Linked DNA regions of Triticum aestivum: region 1 is linked to region 2. Evidence: chromatin contacts called from public Hi-C data. All regions are on one chromosome and are shown on one strand. Each heading gives the region's core, a stretch centred on a gene start, on an enhancer-like site or on the middle of the called end of the contact. The rest is flanking DNA. Distances are from core to core; before and after follow the strand shown. Region 1 overlaps LOC123096847 (ankyrin repeat and SAM domain-containing protein 1A). Region 2 holds the start of LOC123096845 (ATP-dependent DNA helicase Q-like 1).

What was found. A called contact is a pair of places that touch in the nucleus more often than the background predicts.
Region 1: a contact with region 2 is called in a Hi-C map of leaf, with 6 times the contacts expected there. The contact joins the enhancer-like site here to the promoter of LOC123096845 in region 2. A contact is called at or near these places in 2 of 5 Hi-C or Micro-C datasets (both in leaf).

The regions. Positions count from the first base shown.
Region 1 is chr4D:133,336,326-133,341,267 of IWGSC CS RefSeq v2.1, reverse strand. It overlaps LOC123096847 (ankyrin repeat and SAM domain-containing protein 1A), which reads left to right. Exons shown (of 13, transcript XM_044518642.1): 13 at 2,483-2,804. Among protein-coding and RNA genes, the nearest start is that of LOC123096847, 29 kb to the left of the region's middle. Within about 2 kb of position 3,252, at least 6 of the 8 cell types and tissues checked have an H3K27ac peak or open chromatin away from gene starts, as enhancers often do. A contact at or near this core is called in leaf, where this site is marked.
Region 2 is chr4D:133,175,757-133,180,804 of IWGSC CS RefSeq v2.1, reverse strand. LOC123096845 (ATP-dependent DNA helicase Q-like 1) reads right to left here and starts at 1,372. Exons shown (of 10, transcript XM_044518616.1): 1 at 1,045-1,372; 2 at 1-218. The coding sequence starts at 1,153.

The DNA of each region.
Region 1 (4,942 bases), core at 2,003-4,502, 160 kb before region 2:
ACAACATATTTTTGTGAACAGGAGAGAGTAGAGATGCATATTTAAAAGAAATTTTGCAAGTTTTTGTGGCATTATATTCCAAATTTTTAGTCATTATATTCCAGATTTTCTTTTGGCATGTGTTGTTGTGACGTGCAGTGAATAGGCGTAGGGGAAATTAGAGCAACATGGCCGGTGAACAAGAACATTGATAGTCATGTTTTGACATGAACTCACGCCCATGTTGGGAATCTTCAAACGTGCGCCTTTTCTATTGAGGGGATTTCAGGTTGAACGAGGGGTTTGAGGTATCCAAAACGTATCGCAGCAGTATCCCAGGAGTATCGAACATTATTTTCTTTTTCTAAAATCAAAAAATCGAAAGATATTTACGGGATACGTATCGGGGCAGTATCCGGCTGGATACGTGCGCTTTCTGAAGTATCCACACAACGTAGATTGAGGCAGGAGAGGATACCATTAGAAGGGTAGTCAGGAGGAAGCCTAGATTCTACATTCAGCACCAAAGCCTGCACCATGGCAAAGAACAATGATGTGAGCAAGGTTTTTGAGTCGCCTAGCCAAGTCGAGTCGCCATGCCTCCAACTAGTGGCTCGCTGCGATTAGTCTGTGACTCGTCGTGATTAATCGCCCCCAAGTCGCCCCAGGTGTTAAGAGGAGGAGGAGGGGGAAGAGGAGGAGGAGGAGGGGGAAGAGGTGCTGTTGCACGCGGAGGAGGGGGAAGGCAGCTGCTTGGAGGATACTTCAGCTCGGAGAAGGCAGCAGCAGCTCGTAGGAGCAATGGAGGCGGCGATTCTGATGTGGGATGGGAGCACGCGTCTTGCTCCTCTGTTTCGTGCTAGAGAGCTGGCCCAATAGGCCCATTATGTAACCCTAGCTTCCAAATAAAATCCCAACCGTCCATATGCTCTAATCTGGACCGTGCATCTGCTCTCCCATGTGCCTTTCTCCTTCGTCTCTTCCGTGCTTCTCGTACAGGCGGCGCACTCTCCAGCTTCGTCTCCTCCTCCCCTCCCTCAAACTCTGGCCTCCTCACCTTCCCAGTCTTCCCTCCCTTGGCCTTGCTGAAGCAAGCCGCCCTGCTCTGAGGTCCTAGTCGCCCGACTAGTCGTCGACTAATCGTCGACTAGCCTACCAGCCGCGCGACTCGCTCCTCAAGCCAAGTCGCCTGTGCAAGCCAACCTCGCTCCAACGACTTGGCGATTAGTCGGCGACTCAAAAACCTTGGATGTGAGCCTGGTGACTGATGCTTCTACCTGAAGCACATATTTTGTTCTTTTCTTCCATGGGGTTTGTTTTTCTTTACCAGTTCATTTTAAGGCTTTAAGAAAACAATTCTTGGCCTTATTTTTTATATTTGCCTGTCTTTTCTCTCTCTAATTGTGCTACATGAAATGTGAATGCAAGATCTCTCACAACTATTTCTTTCTATCATTTTTTCTTCTAATCTCCAATCATTGTTCATGCTTTATTACTACAGAAATGCAAGGTATATTATCTAGAAAATAGATCGCTTCAACCTGATGTCCATGATGGTGTCATGCTCGATTTGATTCTGGAGGCTTCCTTTGGTTAGTAATTCACCTACTCTTGATCATTGCCTGCAATTTGTAAATCGACCTGACTTTAAGTATGTTCTGACTGGTTGTTCATTTGCTTTATCAGCTTAATATAGGGATTGTGACATGTTTGGGTGGTCTGCAATGTGGACTTGTACATTTCACGGTATATAATACTGATGAATGTTAGACTAATACGTTACATAGGCAATGGTACTGCGCCTTTCTCGCCCATATCTCTCTATACATATTTCTCCACTTATTAGTGACCCCCTAATCAATAGAACCTGTATGATCTGTATAGACTAGCTAGAGCACAACATATTTTCGTGAACAGGGGAGAGTAGAGATTCATATTTAAAAGAAATTTTGCAAGTTTTTGTGGCATTATATTCCAAATTTTTAGGCATTGTATTCCAGATTTCTTTTGGCATGTGTTTTTGTGACGTGCAGCGAATAGGCGGGGAAAGAGCAACATGGCCAAGCAAGTGTTGAGTAAAGAACCATGAGAATAAACTGAGTTTTTGATTTTCTTTTTTGGGTGCACTTTTAATGTTGCATGGACTGAGCATACACTGATTTTTTTACTTCTTCCATCGTGTAGCTACAGGAGCACAAACTAAGTCCCCCTGTCCTCCCCTCTCATCCGCGCAGTTGTCGCCGACTACGCGTGTGCCTCCCGTTGTCACCACTGACTCCCTTTACTGTAAGAGTGTTCATCATTTCCGTAATTGCCGTGAAAGATATCTAACCTCTAATATGAGGTTGTAAGATTACTTTGGTTAAACTTTCTATTTACCCCCTTCAGGACAATTGTATATGGCATTTGGTTATTCATGTACACCAGTATGACTCATGGCATTTCTGGATTGTCAACAGCCCTGATCTGATTGTTTGATGTACTTATATCATTTTCTTTTCAGTCACCTCTTCATCCGAGCAGGGGTGGCGAGGGAACAGAAATGGTCGTGGTGAAAGTCGATTTAGTGCATCAAGAATTGGAGGTTGTGAGATTTGCAAGAGGTGATGAAGGACAATTTGTTATCGTGCCTTATAACATATAGCAGTCGATGATGAGTACAAGCATAAGATGGTTGACAATCTGTAGAGCATGAGACATACTTTTACAATCTGTAAGAGGATCAAATAATATGTTTTGTTGACAAAGATGATTTTGGAATTTCTATATAACATGCATGTACAATATGTTAATGAAGCTACATGAATGCTCGATGCTCTGTTCAAGACTTCTCGAGTAGAAGTGTATCAGTTTATCATTTTCATCTTCCTAAATAAAACCATCGATGTTTAACATGATTTATGGATATCTGGTTGTAGCTTAGCAGGCTTGAGGCCGCTGGCGTTTATCAAGATGAGTTTGGAAATACCCAGTTGAGAGGCGGGGGTTATCGGGTTCGTGTGAGGGGCGTGTGACGTCACCAAAACATCGAAGATGGTGGCGGGGCTTATATAGATAGTTGGGGTTTCTGGTGGCTTGGGTTGGGCGGTGTTGACACATGATTAGGCAGGTGTAGGTGGTCACCAGCATTAGAGATGGTGGTAGGGTTTAGAGGAATAGCTGAGGGTGGCGGATGCTGGGGCGGGGTGGCGGCGACGGACGATTAGGCAGGTGGAGGTGGATGGGTCAAAGGGTGTGCGGGGTCACCAGCATAAAAAATGGTGGTAGAGTTTAGAGGGAGGCGGCTGCTACGCGTAAGCCGGCTGATTTTTTGGAAGATCAGCCGCCCGCACAGCCGTCAGATACAGCCGTGTGTGGCCATTAGATCGTAGGCTAGCACCAGCGCGTCTTCCTCGTCTCTCTTCGCATCCTCCTCTCGCGTCACATCTCAGCCAGCAGGCGCGATGAAGGCTCGCTCCCTCCCGAACTTGTATCGCAGTGCCAAGTCGTTCGAGCAGCAGCTCCTTCCCGGCCGGTAGTGCAGTGCCGTCGTTCGCCGGAGTCTCGTTTTGGTCGTAGCAGCTCCTCCCCGGCCGGTAGTGCAGTGCCGTCGTTCGCCGGAGTCTCGTTTTGGTCGCAGCAGCTCCTCCCCGGCCGGTAATGCAGTGTCGTCGTTCGCCGGAGTGACGTTTGGTTGCAGCAGCATCCCGCAGCCCGTTTCTATGCTCCAACACAGCACCGGCAGTCCAACGATGCTCCGTCGTAGCTCCATAGCAGCACCGACGACTCGGAGATGCTCCATTGCAACCTCATTGCTGCACGGCGCGGTGCTTCGTCGCAGCTACAGTGCTACACCGCCCCCATCGTCGGTGCCTCCATGAAAGCTACATTGCAGCTACGCCGCCTCCCTCGATGGTGCAGCGAAGCAACGATGCACCCATTGTGGCGCTGCCGCCGGCTACCTCGAGCATCGGAGCCACCGAAGAGCTCCAACGGAGCAGCACCGAAACTGATGAAAAAAAGCTTTGCAACGCCGACGACACCCCAGGGAAGCTCCATGGCAGCACCGCGGCTCCAAAAAAGCTCCGATGCGGCACCGTCGACGCCCGGCAAAGCTCCATTGTAGCCTCGGTCGTGCTCCATTGCTGCTCCGGCGAAGCTCCATTGCAGCCGTGGCGAAGCTCCAAGCCTCCAATGCATGACCTCGCACACGCTCCATTGCAGCCCCACCGACGGCGGAAGCTGCGATGCAACTCCGGTGGCGCTTCAATGCAGCCACGGCGGAGCTTCAACAACCTCGCTCGGCGCTCTACTGCAGCCCCGCCGACGGCAGAAGCTGTGATGCAACTCCGGTGGCACTTCAATGCAGCCACGGTGGAGCTTCAACAACCTTGCTCGGCGCTTTGCTGCAGCCCCGCCGTCGTGAGCATGAATCAGGCGACGTTCGCTAGTCCCTTCCTCCGCTACGGTGGTGCCTCTGCTCTGCCGCTTAACGAATGCAACAAATCGTCGGATGACCGTTCCATTGCCGCTCTGCCACCGGCGACTTGCAGCACCAGTAGCGCCGACGAGGTTGCATCGCAGCACGGCGGCCATGGATGAGTTGATGTGTCGGTGCCTGGCGGCCCTGGACGTGTTGCTGCGTTGTAGCACCGACGGTCGTTGATGAGCACCGTATTGCATCGCCGGGAACACCTCCATGGACGCTTGTTTGCAGGTATGCCACCTCCAACGATTCAGCGGAGGAGCACCGGCTGCTGGTGCCGATGGCTGGCGGTAACCCTTTTTGGTTTCCTAGATGATGTGGTGGTCTCGCCATGACTCCTCTACGGCCGTTAGTGAATGAGATGGCAAGGGAAGAAAGAGATATGTGGAGGAGGCTGCTTCGCGGCAAGGGAAGAAAGAGATATGTGGAGGAGGCTGCTTCGCTAGAGATAAGGTTGGGAAAGCGGTGGGCAGCTTCACGCAGGACTCGTGGCGCATG
Region 2 (5,048 bases), core at 123-2,622:
GGAGGAGTCTGCCCTTTTGAACAAAGGGGTATCCAGAACAACTCCTCCTTTTTCATCATTTACACCCTTCCTCATCATTTCATTCAAATTGCCACAAGCTTCAGTCTCTATTGCATTCAGATCATCCCAGTCATCAGTAAGTTGTGTTGCATCAGCCAATGCAGCAATAAAATCATCGCCACAGTTCTCCACAGTAATGAAATCTTGGCCATCCTCTCCTGTGCCAGAACAATAAATTATCGCCCATACATAGTATCAACCAGCAAGATGTGAACCCAAAACTACACTGAAGCAAAAGCAAAGCATAATGTGTTAACTATGGATGGTACAGTTTATCCAAAAGCATCAGAAACCTCAGCACTAGTCACTTGATAATTCAATATAAAATGCTGCCGAAAACTAAACGTCTAAGTCAGCATACTGAGCAGGTTTCACTGAATTATGTTGTGAAGATGGGCAGGAGTACCAAACATATCTTTATTCTGTCGAATGCAGGCCAGGACCTTTGCTCATTCTATTAGGAGAAGTACACCAATTTCTTGACAGGGAGAAAAAACACCCAAACACTGGCTCACTAAAATGGTCAAAACAGAACATATATGTACACTTAAGAAGAAATGATTTGATTCAACACCTTCCATATCGCAAACCTACCTACCCAAATACTCAAAATGACTGCTCATTGTGATCAAAATGCAGTACTGTCAACACGTGCGAAACCAATAGAACAGGTAATACATTTTCCATAATTCATGATAACTGGTCCTCTCTCTATCATGAACCAAGTTTTTCATGCGCAAATAACAAGCTGATGTGTTCATAATGCATAAGCGGCATTGATCCTAGCAGCACACCCAAGCAAACCACCCCCAAAATGAAATGGTCTTAATTGGGCCGGGCGTCTCTCCCCTACAATTCCTACTACATTTTAACTCCTCGTTTCAATCAAATCAGGAGCTCGTCCCATGAAAACAAAACCAGCCGCAGCCAATCCGCCGTTAGAGCACGCGGGGAGGGGGGGAGGTGGGCGTAAGGCGGCCGTACCGTAGAGGTGGACGAGGCGGGAGAGGGCGGCTACGGCGAAGTCGCGGTCGAAGCCGTAGTCGACGGCCAGGTCCAGGAGACGCTCCCTCTCCCAGTGAGGCTCCTCCATCTCCGGCTGGCAAGCACGCCTCCGCCTCCCGCGGACGCCGGCACGGATCGAAACCCTAACGTCGGTGAGGGGGGGGACGCGGGAAAGAGCTGCGGCCTGCGGGTGCGGGCGCGCGCCGTCTCCTTTGGCTTAATTTTTGGCAGAATTTTTTTTGAGAATAATTTTTGGCAGAAATTGGTCGCGGCGTCTATTTCTCGCATTAAGCGACTACATTGTCGGGCCGGCCCGTTACGCGCGCGCAGTGAAAGAAAAACGGAAAACCATTGTTTTAAACCGGATGATTACAACGAGACGTAAGCCTCGTCCAGCGATTGACACGCGTCCTGGCTGGGCCCAGCGTGCCGCTCCCCATCTCGGCCTTATCCCACGCAGGGGAAGCCATAGCCACACATTTTTCTCGCTCGGGTCGTCTTCTTCACGCCAGTGCATCCCCTCCTACGGATCCCTCCTCTCTCTATCGCTCTCTCATGTTTGCCACTCCATGACCGTGATTTGCTCTACTCTCTGCACAGAGCTCCCTTCTCTTCCTGCTCCCTCTCACCACCGGAGCGACGGAGCGTTGCTGCTGCAGGCGACGATGCTCTGCTGCGACGACTGCTGCTGTCATGTATCGAGGGAAACTTCGACGCGTGCCACCGCCCGTCATGGCCGTCGGAGCTATTGCTGCTGCAACGGGGCGCATCTGCACATGGCCTTCGGAGCTGCGGTTTAAGCAACGTGCGTGGCTCCCTGAGCTGCAATGGAGCGCGTCGCGCTGCGACGGTGACCGCGGAGAGTGGCCGACGGGGGGCGCTGCAAACTCCGGCGATGTTACCGGGGGGGTGCAACTCCGGTGATGTTGCTTGGAGCTTGTTGGGAGCACCGTTGGTGTTGCAATGGAACAACGCCGGGCCGCCGGAAGCACGGCCGGCGCTGCATTGGAGCTTCGCCGGAGTTGCAATGGAGCTACGTCGGACGCCGTCGGTGCTGCACTGGAGCTCTGCCGGAGTTTCAATGGAGCTTCGCCGGAGCGTCGTTGCTGCGCTGGAGCTCCGTCGGGTTGCAATGGAGCTCACCGGAGGCCGTCAGTGCTGGCATTGAAGCTTCGCCGGAGCGTCGTTGCTGCGCTGGAGCTCCGTCGGGTTGCAATGGAGCTCACCGGAGGCCGTCAGTGCTGGCATTGAAGCTTCGCCGGGGTTGCATCAAAGCGCCGCCGAGGCTGCAATGGAGCGCCGCGGGGGCGCCATCGGTGATGCGCGGTGCTGCCGTGGGCTAGCGCTGTGTGTGTGCTGGCATGGGAGCTGCCGGATCCTGCGGCTGGGTGCGACTGAATCGGACGATTCTAGAGACGGTTTAAGTTTGCCTAAAATAAATCGGCTGACACCTAGCAGCGGCCAAGAAAAACGCAAGGAAAATGGGCAATCCTGGGATTCGGTCTACAGCGTGTTGCACGGAGCTCCTAGCCACTAGGCTCACGCCGAGTTAGAGTTAAAGTACTGGGCGCGCCCTACTCGAGGCATAAAGAGCCGGTTTTCATTGGTTTTTCAGGTTTTTCTGTATTTTCTGTTTTTCTTTTTCCCCTTCTTTCTTTTCTTTCTTCATATTCTTCTGTGCTATTGGGGTTTTCTTTTTTTTCGCTTTTTTGCTCTTTTTCCTTTTTCTTCTCCTTTTTTATTTTTTATTCTTTTTTCATTTGTTTCTTTGGTTTTCAATGCTTTCTTCGGGTTTTTTCTTTTTTTGTACATGTCAAAAAAATTAACAAGTGATCAACACTTGTTGTATACACGTTCAACATTGTCCAGACGTTATTTTGATATTTTTTTAAATACTTGTTCAACATTTTAATAGTTAGTCAACATTTTTTCAAATATTTGTTCAACATTTTTAATACTTATTCACATTTTCAAATACTTGTTCAATATTTTTTATATACTCGTTCAATATTTTTTAATATCTATTCAATATTTTTCAAATACTTGCTCAATATTTTTAATAATTATTCAACATTTCAAACACTTGCTCAATATTTTTAAAATTCTTGTTCAACAGTTTTTAATATTTATTCAACATTTTTCAAATACTTGTTCAACATTTTTAATACTTATTCATACTTCCAAATACTTGTTTAACATTTTTCAATTTCTTGTTCAACATTTTTCGTATACTCGTTCAAAAAAATTTAATACCTATTCAATATTTTTAATAGTTATTCAACATTTTCAAACACTTTCTGAACATTTTTTAAATTTTGTTCAACATTTTTAATACTTATTCAACATTTTTTCCAAATGTGTGTTTTGAAACTGTTTTTATAAAATATATATACATACATATAGATATAGGTAGAATATTTTGAAGTATAAAGAAAAGTACAAAACTAAAAGAAATAAGAACAGAAAAACAGAAAAAAAAATCAGGCGGTGGCGAGTGCGCGGCTGGGCCGGCCCGTCTGGGGCTCGCCCCGCGAGCGCATCCCCCGAGACATAAGGGCGCCCGAAATTAGTTTGATATCTTCAGCTGGGCTAGTCCGTGATCTGGGCTCTGAGATTATAAAAAGTTGGGTCCAAAAGGAGGTGGCAAAACAAAAACCCATTTGGCCAAGTTCACACCGCTCAAAATAAAAAATTTGGCAAGTTCACAAAGGCTGATGGTTTTTATACTAGGACGAATCGATCAGTTGCGCTAGTAAAATCCGGTATTAGTATCAAGTTTTCCCGTTTTATTATCAATAACCAGGGAAAATGTATACAAACTCGGTTCTGTGAAGCCCAAAAATAAAATTACTCCAGCCAGAAAGAAAAAATATAATCAAAATATAAAGTATAGAGGGGGAAGCTGGGAGCAGAAAGAAGGGAAAGGATCCAAGGCAAGGCGTGTTGAGCTGGTTTGTACTGTTGATGGTTGTTGCGCAATGAACACCACACAAGTCCTCACGTGCGTCTGCTGACCTGTCCTTTAGTACTACGTATGGTTGCACTTGCTAGTTGCTGCGTCGTGTCGCTTCTTTTTCTTTACTGCATCCATGGTGATGGTGTGCGTCTGTTTTGCATCTCTATGTTTTTTAAGAAACAAGAAGAGGGGAGCCATTTTTCATCTTTTGCTCGTACCCTGCACCATCTTTTGTGTAACATAACAGCAGTATTGCACAGGCGTGGTTGGAAAAAAAAAACTGGGTTGCAGATGAAGACAAATTGGAGAAGGGACGCAGCGCGCAGGGGAGGAGACGATAATGACGATGGCGTCGAAATTAAGATGGAAAAAGTAGGGCTGCATGCGGTTACGCCGTGAAGAGGAGAGGAGAGGACGGGATAGAGAGCCGAGCGTAGTGTGCCAGTGCAGTGCGTGCGTGCACCGGGAAACGAAACGGACACGCTCCCTAGCTATACGTGCTGTGATGTGCCGTCCCATTCTCTCGAGTCACTCTCTCTCGGCGCCCCCTCGCGGACTTTTTCACTGTTCTGATCCATTTGTCAAAGTTTAGCATAATTTAATCCATATTTGAAAGTTTTCTTTTGATCTGACCCATTTCAAGACGCCAGCAACCGTGGCGTCTAGATTGCACTGAAGACGCCACGAACTCTGGCGCCCTGGCCTACCTTCTGCTCAGTTTTGTGAACCATTTGACGTGGCAAAGGGCAGACACCACTAACCATGGCGTTTAGGTCCAAAAGGTTAAGTGACATGCATGCATGCACACATGCATTTTTCCTGTGGCGGTGGCTTGTTCACGCACGCATTAATCTGATCTGATGAGATCTGAGGCAGAAATATCTATACACTGTGTGCTAAATAGCTATTAGGCGATGCCAAAATACTATTTTTGCATCTATGATACGTGATCAATCATTTGACGGAGAAACCGTTAGAGCATAATCATTTGACGGAGATACCGCCAGAGCATCTACGGTCACGATTA